Linked DNA regions of Zea mays: region 2 is linked to region 1. The links are chromatin contacts, called in public Hi-C maps. All regions are on one chromosome and are shown on one strand. Each heading gives the region's core, a stretch centred on a gene start, on an enhancer-like site or on the middle of the called end of the contact. The rest is flanking DNA. Distances are from core to core; before and after follow the strand shown.

Region 1 (5,370 bases), core at 1,920-4,419:
GTACTCGAGAGATATAGAGGTCGCGTAACCAAATGAAGACAAGTAAGAATTAAGAAAGAAAATCTCTTCTCTCTTGCTCGGATGTGTGCAAGACCCCCCCCCCCCCCCCCCCCCCCCCGTTAGCCCCTTGTGCTCCATCAACCCTAGTCGCCGCCATAACAGGCTGTCAACTTCACAAGGTGGTCAAAAAGGAAAGGTTTTTGCCACACAGAAATATGAAAACCCATACGAATACAGAAAAATCGAAGATATTTTCAGTCGAAACCAAGCAGCCACCTGATATGCAAGTCAACTTAGAGCTTACCTAGGACCTAGGTTATAAAAAAACTTAGAGCTTATCTAAAGCCTCTCTATATGCCAACATTAAGCTCGTTTGCAATGTTGTAGCTCAACTGAGGCTCATGCTACTGGCCCAGATTAGGCTCAAAGTCACATCATCATATCAGACTGTATCCAGCAGTTCACTCATATGGTCACTCAAAACACTGTTTTGCACTGTAAACTGCACTGCTCGTAGAGTGTAGTTTGAATATGGGTATTAGAATGGGTAAGCTGCTAGAGATAGCCTCACCGAAACTTGCCATGTATATTCACAAATCCAGAGCACTTAACCTCGCTAAGTGCTTGTTTGGATCCTAGCACTAAAAATTAGCTGCCTAATAGCTATTTTTTTGCTAGCTAATTTTTAGCAGGAGGTTGTTTGGATCCACCTGCTAATAGGTGGTTGAACAGTGAGTTGAAGGTGTATATGAACTATTAGCAACTCAAAACCTGCTAATGGAACTAATAGTTAGCGGTCCTTCAACTAATAATTAGCAGTTTTATAGCAGGTCTGTTTGGATCCACTAGTACTGATTTTAGCTGCTAATTTTTAGTGTTAATGGATCCAAACAGGCCCAAAGTAGTGTGCCTAACTTTTCCAAGCCAACTTATCATGTCATTCTCAAAATAAAAATAAGCATTCAGTCTCGCTATATAGTGCACCTAACATTACCACGCTAACTTATCATGCTGCTCTCAAAAACAAAATGCAGCATTCAATCTTGTTTAGTAATGCTATCCAATATTCCATGCTAACTAAATATTAGGAGATGAATAATCATCTACATGCTTTCACACAGTTGCCCGGGAGTAGCATGCAGACAACTCTTCCTGCATCTACATAATGGGAATTTAATCGATTTGCGGGTGAATTACCAGTTGTATGTTGATGAAATCTTCTGTGTCATCAATATACTCCTTTAGCTGAAAAAATGTGCGAGTAGCAAAATTGTCAACCATAATAATCTGTAAAACAGAAACAAAGCTAACATATACACAATTCATAGTTTGTACCGAAGTCAACTTGCTGAGGGTGTAATCGATAACAACAAAGTAGGCCTCCAACAACATTTCCAGTTCTTCTATATTGTACTGGCTGCTATCTGAGCTCTTGAAGCTGCTGTGCCTGCTTCTGGCAAAACTGAATTCCTTCTCAAGCCTCCGAGTTGCAGGGGTTGTCGAAACTGGTGAAACTGGAGCCGATAGAGATGAACCAAACCCATTATGACTATTGCCAATTCCCTGAAGGTCCTCGTCATCTAACATTGATGCTTCCATTCTTATCTTCTTCTCAGTGAGATACATTTCAGCCATATCACCATCGTCATCCATCAGTTGCTCTATCTCATCTCTGACCTTAAGTGAAAAAATGGATTGGAATATTGAGAAAAATATTAAAGGATCACAGCAAGCAAAAGCATCATTATGACCATCCTTTTACCTTCTGTACTCTCCTTGTCAATGCAACCAGCTTGCTCTTTAGGCGTCGGACTCGTTCCAAGTTGAGGGTACTAATTTTTGCTGTCAGCTCATCTAGTAATGGGTAAGCTTCAGCCTCTAATTCAATAGCCTGGAAAAAAATGTGCAATCACTTTGTTTTTACTGATGATCTACCAAATCATTATCGGTAACAATTGGACATAACTGAAAGTACACAAGCTGATGGTGCAGTATGGATAAGTTCACTAAAAATATGTTAAGACAGTTTCATTATTAGTAAAATTTGGTAGTGGTAACTGGTAAGCAATCTGAGATGCAGGAATCATACAAATGAACAACAGATCAAGAAACACAGAAACTAACAGCTGATACATGGTGCACCAAATTTCAGTTATTTCACCACTGAAAAAACTATTACAGTTTTGATCGTAGTAATATAAAGCCTAATTTGGCTATTTGATAATCGACAAACATAATTTTTAAAGGAAGCTGATAATCAAGGTCAGAGCTTAATTCACCCTCAGATAACTTCCTACACAATCATATCACTCCACGGTGCCACCTATATGATATAATAAAACTGAAAGGAAATCCCATCTTCAATGAACAATGTGGATAGGAAGAATAAAACCGGACATTATGGCAGACTGACAGTGCTTCTCAGACATACAAAGTAGCCCAGTGAGAGGGTAAAATATTACGTAGGCGCGACTGGTCGCAGCTCACTTCGAGGTGGCGAACCGTGCAGTGTGTGCACGCGACATGTAGAGCAACTAATACTCTCTACTAGGACCCAAGACAAAATAAACTGATCCTAATAAGAGTGGTACCTGCGAGTCTAGGAAGGAGCAAGCGGCCTCCAGCGCGACCTCCAGCGCGATGAACTCGAAAGGCAGGTCGTCGGCGCGGTCGACGAGGCGTCGCTGCAGCTCGTCGACGTACCTCCTCACGGCCTCCTCCGCTGCGGCGCCCCCAGCGGCGTCGGGTTCGCGCAGAACGAGCGCCTCATCGGCGGTGATGATGCACCGCAGGTGCTCGAGGTTGCAGACGACGGCGCGCTCGCGGCCGAGGATGGCGGACGGGTAGACGAAGAGGGGGTCGAGGAGGCGGAGGTCCCGCGCGGGCAGGTCCAGCCGCCGCATCAACGCCGGCTTGGCGACCTCGACGGCCTCCGCGGCGCCCGTCGCCGCGTCCACGCGCACCCACGAGCGCCTCCCGCCGCCACGCCGCTTCAGGCCGTTGACGTCGATGGACACGCCGCCGGCTCCGCCACATGGGCCTCCGGCGCCAGTTCCCGGCGCGAGCGTGGCGCGGCGGTGGTGGGGCCCATTCGTCGCGGCGGCGCGGGAGGACGGGACGAGGAGGCTGTCCTTGAGGTGGCCCTGGTCCATGGCGTTAGCGAAGGCAGGCGTACGCGGCTGGTCTGGGACGGTAGTGACGTGTCAAGGGAAGCGCCGAGCATGTGGTGGGAAAGGATGGGATCATGGATCTCCCCGGACACCGGGGACCCGGGGTGGAGAGAATCGGTGGAGGCTGCTCAGCTTTCGCCAGCGCAAAAAAGTGGATCACCGTGGATTTAAATTTTATCGAAATATTAAACACAACTTCAAACTCTCTCTATCCCACTACTAACTGAAATATACGTAATACGTGTCAGCTCTTTATATTTTTCTTTTCTTCTTTTTACTCCCTTCCTCTACCCGTTGGTCCTTCCTCTCTCTATCGAGCGGGTCCACAAATTTTGAAATTATAGAGCTAGCGTTTAGAAAAAAAATGAATTTAAATCTGTTTTTGATAAATCTAGGACTTATAAAGCTCTATCAAACTAATCTTGTTAAAATTATACTAAACATGCGTTGTATCTATATCTCTGCAATTCATGGTTGGCGAAAGCAACTTGATGCACATGTTGTCGTTCGATTGAGCACCCCTATAAGACCGTGAACCCTATTTAGTTTGTCGTACGTATATATATTTTCATTTTCCTCTGAAAAATGTACACCTCCCTTTTAGGAAAAATATAACTTTAATTCATCATATTTGTCGTGAAAGATGGCATTGCTGTCAACACGTGTAATTGTAGCCATGCCTCACGTCACAAATATACCTATGAACACTATACATTGTATGCTATTAACAACTACCAACTATATTGTACTGTGAGCATTATACAGTGTGTAAGTGTGTAGTTATTAGGATATTCTTAATAGAAGTTTCATTCTCATTAAATGATATGTCATCTAATCAAACATGATAATATGACATGCAATTTAATGAAGAGAGATATGAGAGCTTTGTGGAAGATGAGAAAGTTTTATGAAGATGACACTATAGATACATAGTTTCCTAGATAAATATTGACATAACAGCTCTAAAAACTATACTTTAAGGGAATGTTTGGGACTGGTTAACTTCAAGAAAATCTGCTCAGCTTAAAAATGTGTTGCCAAACACCCCAGCTTTATGGACTTCGCTTCACCAAAAAAGATGAAGTTGGGGCTAACTTCATTTTTTCATGAAGCTACAAAAAGGGTGCTTCACCATTTTTTTCTTTCAATAACCTCATGAAGTTATGGGGTTATTACCCGCCATTGCCATTAAAAAAAGTTCCGTTCTCTTTCTCATCTCATCTATTATCGCAGACTTCTCTTCTTCCTCATTCACGATGCAGCCACCTGGAGACGAAACCCACGAGATTGGTGAGGCGCGTGAGGGCCAACCTTGGCGCGACAGTAGCAGGATTCAGCACAACAGCGGTAGCCATCGGCATGGCCGCGCACATCCACCCAACGACACACATGGGCCTCCATGCTAAGAGCCATGGTGAGGTGGAGGGTTTCTCGTTGAGGACAACATCGGCACGACAACGAGAGGCATGGGTGCGGCAGCGACAACCATCGGCGCAGATGCCCACACCAGAGCGACGACGCACGTCGGAGCAGATGTCCCTACTGCGAGCCAAGGTGAGCAGGTGGCCATCAGAGCCTATGCTTGGCACAACTGTGATATTCTAGCCCAAGGTTTAATATGATTGATAGAATACTCATACCAACAAGGTGTATCTTCTTTTTCGAAAGTCTATCTCGAAAGAACCTCTTGATTAAGCGTGCTTGGCCTAGAGCAATCTTTGGATTGATGACCGACCGAGAAGTATTCTCGGGTGCAAATGAGTGAGGACAAAGTACGCACAAATGACTCATGTTGGTGCATGGGGATGTTTTATAATTCTAGAGGGCTGCCAGGAGTAAGTACCATCGATCCGGGTGTGGACGACGTGTTACAAATGGCATCAGAGCCGATCCTTGCGGTTTTATATGCGTGTGTGGGCTAGGGGTTCGGGCATATGGTGCATGTGGGCTCGGAGTGGTCACATGGCATAGAATATGACGACACTTGACACACAAATGTGGCCAAGAGGGGAGGTTCCTGGCTTGGGGTTGGTCGAGAAGGACATTAATCTTCTAATAGGGTGGATTGTGATATCATGGCCCAAGGCTTAATAGGATCGATAGAATACTCATACCAACAAGGTGCATCTTATTTTTCGGAACCTTATCTCTAAAGACCCTTTAGGTTAAGCGTGTTTGGCCTAGAGCAATATTGGATGGG
Region 2 (5,725 bases), core at 967-3,466, 220 kb after region 1:
GGCATGAAGGCCTTGCCCAGTGCAATGTATATAAACACAGTTTTCAAATGCGCAATATAGTGGAAGCCAACCTGACATATAAATAAGCATGCACCTATGAACTATGATGAAGCCTATATCAATACAGAAAGAGGTTCTATCAAGAATGAAAATAGAGGGCCTCACAAGTATATGAAATAGTGAATACTATGCCTTGTTGTTAAATAAAAGCTTTGGAGAAAACTATGACATGAACATGCTCCATTAGTCCAGTCAGGCTGTCATTTTTGTACCAACCAAAATGCAATGTGCATTCCAAGCAAGATTATTCAGCAAGTTGTCGACAGGCTGATGACTAACAAAATTGCAGGGTCCACAAACTTAGGACACACCAGGCAAATATTAATTCACCTCAGTTTTAAAGTGAGCTGATTTTGTTGCAAAGTGGAACTGCCAGTAAGGGGATAGTCAACTCATGCTCCATAGTTCAAAAAAGCAAATGAACACCTTTTTCATTCAAGGTTGTACAAGAGCAATATTTACAATTTAAATTCAAGTTCTTCAGGTTATTCGATATAAAAATGGTGATACATCCTATTCAATCAAATATTATAAAATGAAATAGTATACGTGACAATGGACCAATGGAAGGCCAGCAAGGTCAGAAAAGTTAAATTTAGGCAGAATTGAAAGTGAAAGTTGGTGTATTCATCGAAACCTAGTCACAGAGGAATAGTTTACAACTCACAAGAATAAAAAAGTTTTGCAAAGCAAAAGGATTCACTTTTAAGACAGGGAAAACTTAAGCTATTGGGCTAGTTTAAAAGTAACAATCAGACATCAATATTAAATCCAAATAAGTCTATGCATGTCCAAAGATAATCAAACAAATGCTGACTAAATGAAGCTGCAAACTTGACCAGGCAACCTCACTTGGAAGCCAGATAGGTCCTATTGACCTACTAGCAAGTAGCAATTTCACACAATAATTGACATTGCTCCGATACATGCAATTCAGTTTGTGGATAGGATTGGCTACTAGCTGGTCCGGGTGCAGCAAGTTTATTCGATGCATAATCACCAAAAGAAATATCAAATATGATGCCAAGTATTCTCAAGCAGTTCTAACCGAAGCTTCAGAATTATGGTACTAAAATCCAGCCAAAACAGAGGCCCCACCCAGAACAACACAGCGACAGCCCAGGTGGGTGGGTAGAAGTACTATGCAATGATACAATTACAGCTAATAAAACCAACCTAGAACACGAGGTACTCTCAAATAAAAAAGGCCCAGCTATCCAATCATGCATTAAACAAAATAGGAGTACTACATACATGTGCCCAAAAACATTGGCGTGCTGTTTGTGAAGATTTTGCCGTACGACTTCCAGAAGGCTATATGTCCTCGGTTTCTGTCCTTAGTCTAATTGAAACAACACTAGGAACTGAGCAAGCTCACCTGGAGCACGAGTAGCGAGAAGGCCGAGATGTCGTCGGTGTAATCGACGGTCGGGATGAGGCGCTTGAGCTCCATGGTGGGCGCGAAGTCACCGTAGTCATCGACAGAGGCATCGGGCGCGTCGGCCTCGACGAAGAGCACTCCCTCGCCATTGCAGTCGATCTCGACCCTACCGTCCTCGTCCCGCGCGAGGCGGCCCGCCATTGGATAGAACGGCACGAGCGCCTCTGCCAGCGCGCGCCGCATCCGCTCGCCGTCGAAGAACCCCTCCGCATCCGGCACGGGGCCGTCGCGGCGGTAGAAGTAGACACTGGGCGTGTGGAAGCGCGGCACCACGAGGTCGAGGTTGGAGTTCCACAGCCGCTGCCGCGGCGTCTCCCGCGCCGGGCGCACCATCGTCGACCGCCTCACAGTAATCGCCATCTGTATTCCGTTCCGCCGAATAGCTAATAAGCACCCCACACGAAATTCCCCACCAACAGGAGAAACAATCGAAGCTAAAAACACTACCATAGTCTAGAGTCTAGATTGTTACAGGGAGAAGTGCGGCGACCAACCTCAGCGAAGACGCGGCGTCTCGGGTCAGATCTAGGGCGGTGAAACCGGAAATACTCTGGACAAATCCAGCGATTGGTTTGGTGGTGCCAGCAGCTCTTGGTGGAGAGCAGCTGCTAGGAAGGTGGGGGGTGGGACGGCATTTTATAGGCGGAGATAGGCCGGCGGATCCTCTGACTTGCTCGGACTTGCTTCCGCTCCTCCCATTTTCCTTTTCTTTTCCGCTCCTCCTCCCCGCTTTGGGTTTCGGCGCAGTGGCGATGAGTGGAGTTGGGCCTTGGGGGTTGGTGGGACAGGGACGGGGACGGGAGGGCGAAGGTGATAGGACATGGTCCACACTCCACCGTCACGGCCCTGGACTGGACGCTCAGGTCACTTCGGCATAGTAGCGGGTGCTTCAGATTTACGGAGGTAGAGCGGTCAGCGAAAAAACACTTTTCCACAAACTGTACAAACAAAAAAGCATGATTAAATAAGCTGATCTCCATTTAGCACAGTGAGAATTATGGAGAGAAACGTGGCAGAAAAAAACTAAAAAAACAAATTTGGCTTTAGTTTCACCTTACGTTTGTCCTATGTAGTTGCTTCTAGGCAGGAATGGCAGATGAAGCGTATGTCGGCCTAAAGGTACCACATCTGGTAGTACGTGGCGCGCGACTATCAAATTGGACCCATCGGTTTAATCGGGTCGTGGCTTAAAATGAATGAGGATTTTAGCAACTCCAATAGTTATGTAAATTTTAACTTTCTAAATCACAGATTTAAAAAGTTGCTAAATGACTTTTGGAGTAAAAAAATGTGAGTTCTCCAATAGTTCTCTAAATATAGGTTGTAATTTTGTTTTGTATTTATCCATATAAAAATAAGTCATAAAAACTATATAATACAGTCAACATTTTTATTTAGGGAGTTGTTAAATGATTGCCAAATGTAGAGAGAAAATAAGGTTAGATGACAAGTTGTTAAATTTAGAAAGTTCATTTAGAGAACTGTTGGAGAATAGTTTTCATGTTAACTACCTAAATTATTGATTTAGGAAGTCTTTTAGAGAACTACTGGAGTTGCTCTAAGATGCACATGCTGAATCACGCCCTTGGTGTCTATCGAAGCTCGACTATTGTTTTTTATGCGTTTGGTCCATGTCCTAATGAAAGAGATGGTAAAGCAACCACTATATGTATGACTGTTTTGTCTCGTGTTTCACACATGAATTAAAAAATTTATAGACTATGTAAACTGTAAACATATAAGCCACCATATTACTTGTTATTTATATTGTTTGTACATGTTTTTCAATAGACATATAGACAACAGTTATATGTAGATTGTACATGCCCAAAGTGACTAATGCAGTAATGGCTTATTTTGATTCTTCACTTTAAACTTTAGATGTTGTTTGGTTTTTGTAACATTAACGGTAACTGATAACGTTACACTATGTTTGTTTAAGTCCAACCGTAATCAAATATCACACTAAAAAATAATATTGTCCTATTCAAACTTGTTACCGCTGGTAATTGAGTGTGAATTATTATTGTTATCATTTATGTTATATTTCGTGAATCAAACGGTACTTTAGAGTTAATGCTTTAAGCAAGTAGCCAGGGCCGTATCTGAGGGCGTGCGGAGGGTGCGGTCGCACAGGGCCCTCAAAAACAGAGGGGCCCCTAGCCACTAGACGCTAGCACTTTTTCTGTTAAAGCTATCTATTCTAGACACAAATACGTAAAGAGCGATTGCGCTATCTACCAGTCTTGTTTAGATTATTAAACTAATATCTCAATTACTTATTGAATACTCCATCCGTTTCAAAATAGTATTTGTTTTAGCTCTTGATTTTTATGTTTATATTCAACTAGATGATGATGAATCCACTAAAGAAGCAAAACAAATTCTATTTGATATAAAGAGAGTATTATTTACTATACATATGATGGTTGCATAGGCAGAGAGAAGCTTTTTAAAATTGAAATATTTTTGTGAACTATTTATGACCAACAATAACTCAAGAGAGGTTAAATGGCTTGGCGATTCTATATATCGGAAAAAGTTATTGAATGAGATTGATCTCAATGATATAAGCGATGACTTTGTATCACAAAATGTTAGAAGATATTATTAATGATATCAGATAACAAGTAAGCGTTTTTTGACTATATATATTTTATATGTGTTATCTTATAAACTTCATAACAGTGCATAATAATTTTTATACGTCAATATTCAATAATATTTGTATAATTATATATATTTGTGTGAATGAGGTCTCTATATCGGATTTCGCATTAGACCCCTAAAAAGTCAGGAACGGCCCTGCAAGTAGCCCATTTTACACTAAAGTTTAAGAGTTGAAAAGTAAGTTAAAGTGTTTTAAAGAGCTCCGAAGTTTATATAAGAGGATCCAAATATCCTAAAGCACTTTACTGTTAATCTATTTATTCACCAAGGTCGCATCTTTTGGTTTGTTTATTGGCAGGAATAATAAAAAAAACTTACATCCGACGGAAGTGACGTGTGCACACCGTCCCGGCGCCATCATCATTTTGTATAAAACATAGTAGGAAAACGATCTGTTTTACTTTCAACCATATTTATTCACATGCACAAAGAGTGACAGAGACAGTAATCAGAATGACCGCATTAGAAGCCGATCCAAGCTTTGGTTTACCTAACCCCGTGACAGAGGCAGGCCAGAAAATTGTTGTTAAACTTGCCTATCACTTTTACCCTCCAAACATGTGAGAAGGCACTGCTTTTTTTATAATCTTTGGAGCTAGCTGTCGTATGTACCATGTCGCACATTATGAGGTTCTGGAGGTGCAAGTACAGCTAGCTAAAGACGGCAAGGTTGCCATGATCATTGGAGTTAACAGTGACAAGGTGTGGGTCCCTAGTGTAACAAAAGAAGAGTTTTAGAAAAAACGTGTAGGTAAGGTTTTATCTTTTTTCTCCGTGTCATAAAAAATACAGGATAAATAATAGGAATTTTAGAACTCACGATGGATAAAACAAGCGATAATTTGCAAGTATTATGGTTACAGTAATTTAAGTCTCATAACTAGAGTTGTATGTGTGTACCGAGGAGAGGTAGACCTATCATTAGGATCTGGGGTCGATCATTAACAAATGAGTATTGGTAGTGGTGGATATAAAATAGATTAAAGGAGGGGCTACTAAGCCGGTTGCATTGGTACCTTGTAGTGGGCAATCTGGCTGATTAACCAATGCCGCCTGCTGATCTAGAGCTTGGATATGGGCGTGGGTGACCATAAGCCATGACCTTGCAACGGAGATGGAGGGAGACAACAAGACAAACAATGATGAGTCGACGACTAATGGGTAGCGCGGTGTAAAACATCGTACGACTAGGGTTAAGACATAAACTAGGATGCGTCAGTGTCATGGTGTGTGTCAGATGAGTCCATTTCGTCTTTTGTCATCTTTACAGATGACACTAAATTACCTATCACTGGCAAATGAGGCATTAACACGATTGTTTATGTGACATGCATCCTTAAAAATGATAAAAAAATATTGTTCTGTTAGGCACGGGGACATAGTTGATGCGTGGTGGGCTAGAAAATGGAACATTTCAACTGATTTGAAGGCCTCCAGCTACTACTTTTAACTCAGTCGGGCGGGGCTGCAACCCAACAGCCTCCCTTTGTATCTACCCTGAGTATGGGTTAATTCATCTATAATTTCTTTTATAATTTAGAATAAATTTTAAAT

The links. A called contact is a pair of places that touch in the nucleus more often than the background predicts.
Region 2: a Hi-C map of ear shows a contact between it and region 1, with 2.9 times the contacts expected there. The contact joins the promoter of LOC100279386 here to the promoter of LOC100381441 in region 1. A contact is called at or near these places in 4 of 25 Hi-C or Micro-C datasets (ear, leaf and tassel).

Annotation. Positions count from the first base shown.
Region 1 is chr2:33,159,187-33,164,556 of Zm-B73-REFERENCE-NAM-5.0, forward strand. It overlaps LOC100381441 (magnesium transporter3), which reads right to left and starts at 3,170. Exons shown (of 5, transcript NM_001174280.1): 1 at 2,592-3,170; 2 at 1,763-1,891; 3 at 1,336-1,677; 4 at 1,198-1,245. The coding sequence starts at 3,152.
Region 2 is chr2:33,383,655-33,389,379 of Zm-B73-REFERENCE-NAM-5.0, forward strand. LOC100279386 reads right to left here and starts at 2,217. Exons shown (of 4, transcript NR_158732.1): 1 at 1,996-2,217; 2 at 1,439-1,861.